Regions from separate parts of the Mus musculus genome. Here region 1 is linked to region 2. The links are chromatin contacts, called in public Hi-C maps. All regions are on one chromosome and are shown on one strand. Each heading gives the region's core, a stretch centred on a gene start, on an enhancer-like site or on the middle of the called end of the contact. The rest is flanking DNA. Distances are from core to core; before and after follow the strand shown.

Region 1 (3,281 bases), core at 488-2,987, 150 kb before region 2:
TTGCATGGTTAATAGAGAACACCAGGTTTGGCGGCAAGACTGGAGGGGGAAGAGAATATGAAACAGCACAGACAGATAGCATTCCTGCAACAATGCAGGAACTGATGCTAACCACAGCTCCCACAGCTCAGGGATGCCTCTGACACTTCACCCACCTTAAACCAAGCCCATGTAACACCACGACTCTTACCTTCCTTTTGATATCTGTGAACTGGGAAACCATTAAAGACCAATAAAATGACAGCTCCAGGATGTAATAGTAGTGAAGGTCAGCTGTGAGTGGCTGAGGAAAAGAAAAAATGGGAAGGTTTACTCAACGGGAAACCCAATCTGTATCCCAAAAGCCAGAGGCTCACACTGACTGGTAAGCCAGGCTTATGCTGAACACATGCAACCCCATGCAGTCCCATTGTTTTCTGATACACAACAGTACTCTGGAGGCTGCCTACAGACCACAGCTCGAGAGCAGTAATTCCATTTCATCTTAAACCCAGAAAGCATTAGCCACCACGGCAGTTTGGGATTCAATTCATTATTGAACGGAACAACAGCTTCTACGGTTCCTTCACATACAGCAGCTACAAGATCCCTCAGGCAACTGGAGACATGTCCTGGAGCACACACAGGACAGCTGTTGTGACAGTTCAAAGCACAGAACTAGTGGGTGGCATGGATGCTTTCCGGAATGGTCAATGAAGCACAAGTTCAAGAGAGTTGTATGTTTAGAAAATGGGCAATAGGATGCTATATTCAAAACAGATGATTCTGAGATATTTATTTAAAGATCAGAGGGACAGGAAGGCTGCCAACATACTTGACTAAGCAGATAGCCAGGATGTCTGAGATAAAGGCCCAGCTCCATAGCTTGGTAGTAAAGTTACTTAAAAAATGGCAGGGGCCAGGGATGGAAGATAATGCCTGTTCTGACTGCCTCAGAGGCTCAGGGAGATAGTAAAGTCAGTGAAGTGTATTTAATTTAATGTTTTCTCAACAACACTTTGATGAGCTACTCTTGGTTATATTTATTGAGCTATAATGAAGTGTCTTGGTTTACTCAAAGAACTAAAACAAAACTCTAAAGCTCTTCAAATACATTTAGACTACTGTTCAGAAGGCAAGACTCCATACTGTAAAGGAAATTAATGTTATACGCACCATCTGCCAATCACAATGCAATGGATAGCTATCACAAGATGGCCCTTACTCACTCAGGACAGGCATCAAGGAAACTATGTCTCTCTCATATTTCTGACGAGGTACTTTAGGCTTAGACGTTAGATCAGCAGTTTTAAACTCTAAGTGACAAGGAAAATTGCTATAGACTGAAAGCTGGTGTCTCTACAAAGCCATGTGGTAAACTGCATAGTCCCTGTGATGGAATGTGCAGATTGGAGGACAGCTGGGCAGGAGGGAGGCCATGAGAGGGGGAACTCTCATGAAGGACCTCACAAGGTCTTCCTGCGGAATCCTGTGGCCCAGTGAAGGAAGCATCAGTGCCCAGTGGTACCTTGAAAGAGATCTACTTCCCACTGACATGTCTCTTTAAGACTGAAAGACATTAGCAAGGTATTTAGGCAAATGCTATCAGCAATGCAGTCTGGGAAAATGGCCCTGGCTGGAGCTGAGGTCAGATTTGGTATTGATGAGATTTTCTGACTTCTGGCATCCTCATCTGGGAATGTGCCTCGGAGGGGGTCACAGGACAAGTCAGATCACGATGGGAAGGGCAGAGTTCCTGCGGGAGCATGGCAGTAATCAGCACTCGCCAGCCGCTCTGCAGTTGGCGAAACACTCCCATGACTCACTCTGAGCATATGAAATCTGTAAAATTACTACTCTCGTTTTTCATCTAGATTATACAGCTGACAGAAAATTGCTATCAATTAACTCAGGTTAAAAGTTTACATCCAGGTCTCAGAGCTATTGAGGCCCTGATCCCTGCATTAGACTTCTCCTGCCTCGTGTACGCATGCCCCTTGTAACGAGCTGTGCAAGAGTCAACTGCATATAAGCCTGTCTTACTTTTATCCTTAAAATACACACCCATATGGAACTCTTACATGTGTAACGAATGGACACTCTCATATAAAAGAGGGAATGTTTAAAATTGAAGTGCACTACTATTTTTTCACCTAGAAATCTATCCGGTTACTTATATAATATATGTGTTAAAGACATAATGAATAATGAATAATTTCATGAGCTTGTTCAATATTTAAAAGTGCACTGAAGGTTTGAGACAGACTCTGGACTATAATCTGCTGTATGTATTTATATACATATGACTTATACAAAGTATTATACTTGCATACATGCTATTTCATTTCCTATGCCCCCTACACAAAGAAAGTCATTAATTTTATTAGCATATGGCTCTTGGCACGGCTAACTACTGTTGCCAGAGATCATGAGTTTCTCTTCACTTTGGGGAGCACTGGGCAGAATTACTCAGTACTGGACTATGATACCTTACGAACACAAGGCCATTCTTAACCGAATCCACACAGATGGGGCATCTTCCTTTCCATCCTAGTGGTGTTTCCACTTTTAAATATAACCTTATCTCCTAGCCCCTCAGACTCTTGTGCTTTCTGTAAAACAGCCCACAGCGACATTCTGGGCTACTGTCCTAGCATTCATCTGAAACCAAGCAACTTCTCAGCTACAGGCAGAATGCAAGAGTTATTTCGGCTACATTTACAGTTAGAAACAAGGTTAAGTGGTACGTTTTATATGACACTGATCACAATGTCTTTCATGTTACAAAATTTACCTTTGAAATGTGGGGCACTGCAGTGGATGGCATGCCAACTTTCCAGTTAAAGTTCCTAGAAGCCTTTTCAAGTAGAAATGTAGATAGGTGTGGATAGTAAAGTCCAGTTGGGCTAAAGACAACCGGTAAGGTAACCGGCTGGTTTCTGTCCTCCATGCCACAGTCTTAGGAATTCTCAGCTTTTTCTAACTGTGTCATGCTGATTATGTAAATTCATTCCCAATCTAAATAAATTAAGGGATTCAAATGCAAAGTAGAGTTCTATTTCAAGTCACCCTTAGCCTAGAAGGAGTACCTAGTGTCAGCCTCCACCCATTGCAGCTATGTGGAGAACAGGGAAGGTATAGAAAGGCCTTATGTGCACAGAAGTCCACATGTACCTGAAGGTGTTCAGTACAATGCCTGGTTCCATTTGCTTCCCTTACAGGACATGTCCCGAGTACCTAGAAAATTCCTGGTCCCACCATTGATATTCCATTACCAATCGATTTAGGGATAGCAAAGACTT
Region 2 (3,348 bases), core at 23-2,522:
GGGGAGGCAAAGTTGACTTGCCTTGCAGGATTCAGTCTATCTCTAGGGAAACCAAGGCAGGAACACAAGGCAAGAACCTGAAGGCAGGAACTGACAATGGAGGAATGACTACTGTTTACTGGCATGATCATCTACATTTCCCATGAAGCCCAGGCTCACCTCCTCGTGGAAAGCACTACCCAGAGTAAGCTGGGGCCTCGCACATCAATCAACCAAGAAAACATCCCACAGACAAGCCCACAGGCCTGTGGTGAAACTATTTAAGAATATATAACTGTGTGGTGGAAGAGATAGCTTAAGAGGTAAGAGTGTTTCCTACTCTTATAGAATGAATATCTCTGGGTTCAGTTCTCAGCACCCCCATCAGGTGTTTTACCTGTTTTGCCTATTCCAGAAGATTCAACACCCCCTGGCCTCTTCAGACATGGTATGTGGTTCCTATAAACTCAGGCAAACATATATACATATATACATACATAGGAATTTTCTTAATTTTAAAAAAAATTAAAGATTATCTAAATTGTATCCCATAAAGGGAACATTCAGTCAAGCTGGCAGAGTTCATGAAGCCAAAGAAGAATATAGATTTCATGCCTCAAAAAAAAAGAAATACTTTTAACCAAGAGTGAATTAGACTGAACTCTATTAAACCTAGTATGAGTACATAGCAGCAACTGCAATAAAGAAAATGTGGTTTGATGTTTAAATGACCATCTCAAAAGTAAACGCCAAAATCGATCTAAGATTACAGACACAGAAAGTCGCCCAGAGGAGCAAAATGGCCTCTGATCACAAAAACCCTTGATGGAAATCTGATCATAGACCACTGTGGTATCTCAGAAAGGCAGTAACAGTGCCATGGAAACAGGAAGCTTAAAGCAGAGTGCATAATTAAGAGTCAGGATCGCAAGTGTCCACTCAAGCCTTATCTGGACAGAAAGGAAGCTGCCTGGAGAAATGTGGCGGTCTGCACATACAGGAAACCCAGCCTGTTTCTCTCCCTTGTCAATTTTAACTCGGCGCAGTGTTACAAGCCAGGAAGCTCTGATATTTTATCTGGATTTTGCCTCCTCACCTACAAAGGAAAGGCTAATGTGCCTAAAGTTAATGAACTTATTCCAACTCTGAGGTAGACAGGAAAACAATGTTTTCCAAACTCTATCCTCCACTCGTGGAGAAAGGTTTTCCTGTTGGTTCCAGTTCTAAGCTGTCTTCTCTTCCCATAACACAGTAGGAATCTAGCAGGTCGGGGTCCACCACAGAAGGGCGGGTGAGAGGACTAAGCACCTTCCTGCTTAGAGACACAGCTTCCCTGTCAACTGTGTGAGCACAGACAGCAGAGTGACGAGCAGTCCAAGTCAGGCCCTGCTTTCCACATGCTAAATGGAACTGGTTTTGCAGAGGGCTTAGATCTAGAATCAGGAACATCATACCTGAAATTCCCAACAGTTAAGAGAGCTGGAAAAAACTTCAAAGGGAAGAGAGCAAGGCTAAGAGAAGCACCTGAGTTCTAACAGAACGCCAGCCAGCGTAGGAAGAATGGCTACCACGCCAGCGGGAGTTGATTCAGGTGCAATCATCACTGAGGCTGGTGGATTGAGTTTTGATAAGAAGCTGATGCTGGCAGAATTCTCAAAACTCTTCATACAAAATCCAAACTTGTTACAAAAGAGAAGACATTGCAGGTGGTTGTGGGTAAGGTTGTCGTGCAGGCGACCGAGGTTTCACATCCACAATAGTGGACAGGTATGCTATGCATGCATCTTCCAGCTCGGATACAGTGTCTTCAGATGAACACAGCATTCTTTCTGAGTCCTGAAACTGTGTTAACTAAGATGACTCACGAGGAAACATTAGAAAGAACCTTATCTCTGGATAATTAAAGCCCTGTGCTCTTTAAAACTGTCAAGGGTTCCAAAGACAAGGGAAGCTGAGAAACTGTTTTTAATCAAGAGTTCAAAGAGCCATGAGCATTATATGCAATGTATACACCTGGACAGGATCCTGAAACAGAAGGAAAAAAGACCTATTGTTGAGTTTACAATGCCGATATTATGAATTGAATGGCAGTTTGTTTGCTAAGTTTTAGTGCTCTCACTGGTTATGTTGGAGATCATTATTGTTGGGCAAAGTGCACGGTCAAGTGATTCAAGGTAACTGGACAATAGATTTGCAACTTGCTCTCACAAGGCAAAGATAAGGAGTTCAAGATCACAAGCATATGCTACAGAGAGAGCACAGACCATAGTATGAATACAGTAAAATATTAACCATGAGGAAACCCAGAATCTGTCAACTCTATGTCCATTTAGCAACAACTGTAAATTTGAAATTACCTGAAAATTAATTATTGAAAATAACCAATCCATTGGAAAATTATAACTTTGACACTGTGTATAAATGAAGAGAATATATTTATTATGATTTGCATAGACATATTCCCCGCACGGGTCACAGCTGTTCTGTTGGTGGAGGCTATGAACCTTTAAACTATAAATCCTCACTGCTATAGAGCATTAGAGGAAGGTCTTATGGGTTACAATCCACCCCACATTTCTGTCCCTCTGTCTGCCAAGCTGCTCTAGCAATGCCTTCCCCATCTGGAAGGACTGGCTCCTTGAGCTGTGAGCCACATCTCCTCTCCTCAGTCAGGGATTTGATCACAGTGACATAAAATCACTACATAATGTTAACAAGAAAAGATCATAACATGTTAGGTGGGCTCTAGCGCTTCACAGCATAGAAGGTTAGCCATCTAATTTGTTCAAATCCGTTTTGGGAGAAACATTGCTTAACTCATCGTGAAGGTTTCTGTATTTTGAGTATGGCATGGTAGTGAGTGCACACCTGGAATCCAAGCAGCTGGGAAGGAGAGATAAGATGACTACAAGTTTAGGACATCTTGGGTTCCACGGAAGGGAAGGGGAGGGGAGGGGAGGGGAGGGGAGGGGAGGGGAGGGGAGGGGAGGAGAAGAGGAAGGGGAGGAGAGGAGGAAGGGGAGGGGAGGGGAGGGGAGGGGAGGGGAGGAGAGGAGGAAGGGGAGGGGAGGGGAGGGGAGGGGAGGGGAGGGGAGGGGAGGGGAGGAGAGGAGAGGAGAGGAGAGGAGAGGAGAGGAGAGGAGAGGAGAGGAGAGGAGAGGAGAGGAGAGGAGAGGAGAGGAGAGGAGAGGGAAAAGAAAATTGTTGCTAAGTTGGAATAAAGAAAATAATTTGGTTAATAGTATCATAGCAATCACAGTGGACATAGGCTACATAGGTCCCTGAAAAACTTTTTGCATGAACCTGCTGTGGTGTTTGGAAGGAAATGATCCCCATAGGCACATAACTTGACTGCTTGGTCCCCAGTTG

What was found. Hi-C and Micro-C count contacts between places; a contact is called where the count stands out from the background.
Region 1: a contact with region 2 is called in a Hi-C map of liver, with 3 times the contacts expected there. The contact joins two enhancer-like sites. A contact is called at or near these places in 9 of 484 Hi-C or Micro-C datasets (the G1E-ER4 cell line, the HPC-7 cell line, the N1E-115 cell line and 5 more) and 8 of 115 datasets of contacts at active chromatin or transcription factors (CD8 T cells, double positive thymocytes, embryonic fibroblasts and 1 more).

The regions. Positions count from the first base shown.
Region 1 is chr2:69,047,782-69,051,062 of GRCm38.p6, reverse strand. It overlaps Cers6 (ceramide synthase 6), which reads right to left. Exons shown (of 10, transcript NM_172856.4): 6 at 191-283. Among named protein-coding and RNA genes, the nearest start is that of Gm39840, 81 kb to the left of the region's middle. Within about 2 kb of position 1,737, at least 7 of the 459 cell types and tissues checked have an H3K27ac peak or open chromatin away from gene starts, as enhancers often do. A contact at or near this core is called in liver, where this site is marked.
Region 2 is chr2:68,898,790-68,902,137 of GRCm38.p6, reverse strand. All of the region lies in intron 1 of Cers6 (ceramide synthase 6), which reads right to left. Among named protein-coding and RNA genes, the nearest start is that of Cers6, 39 kb to the right of the region's middle. Within about 2 kb of position 1,272, at least 46 of the 459 cell types and tissues checked have an H3K27ac peak or open chromatin away from gene starts, as enhancers often do. A contact at or near this core is called in liver, where this site is marked.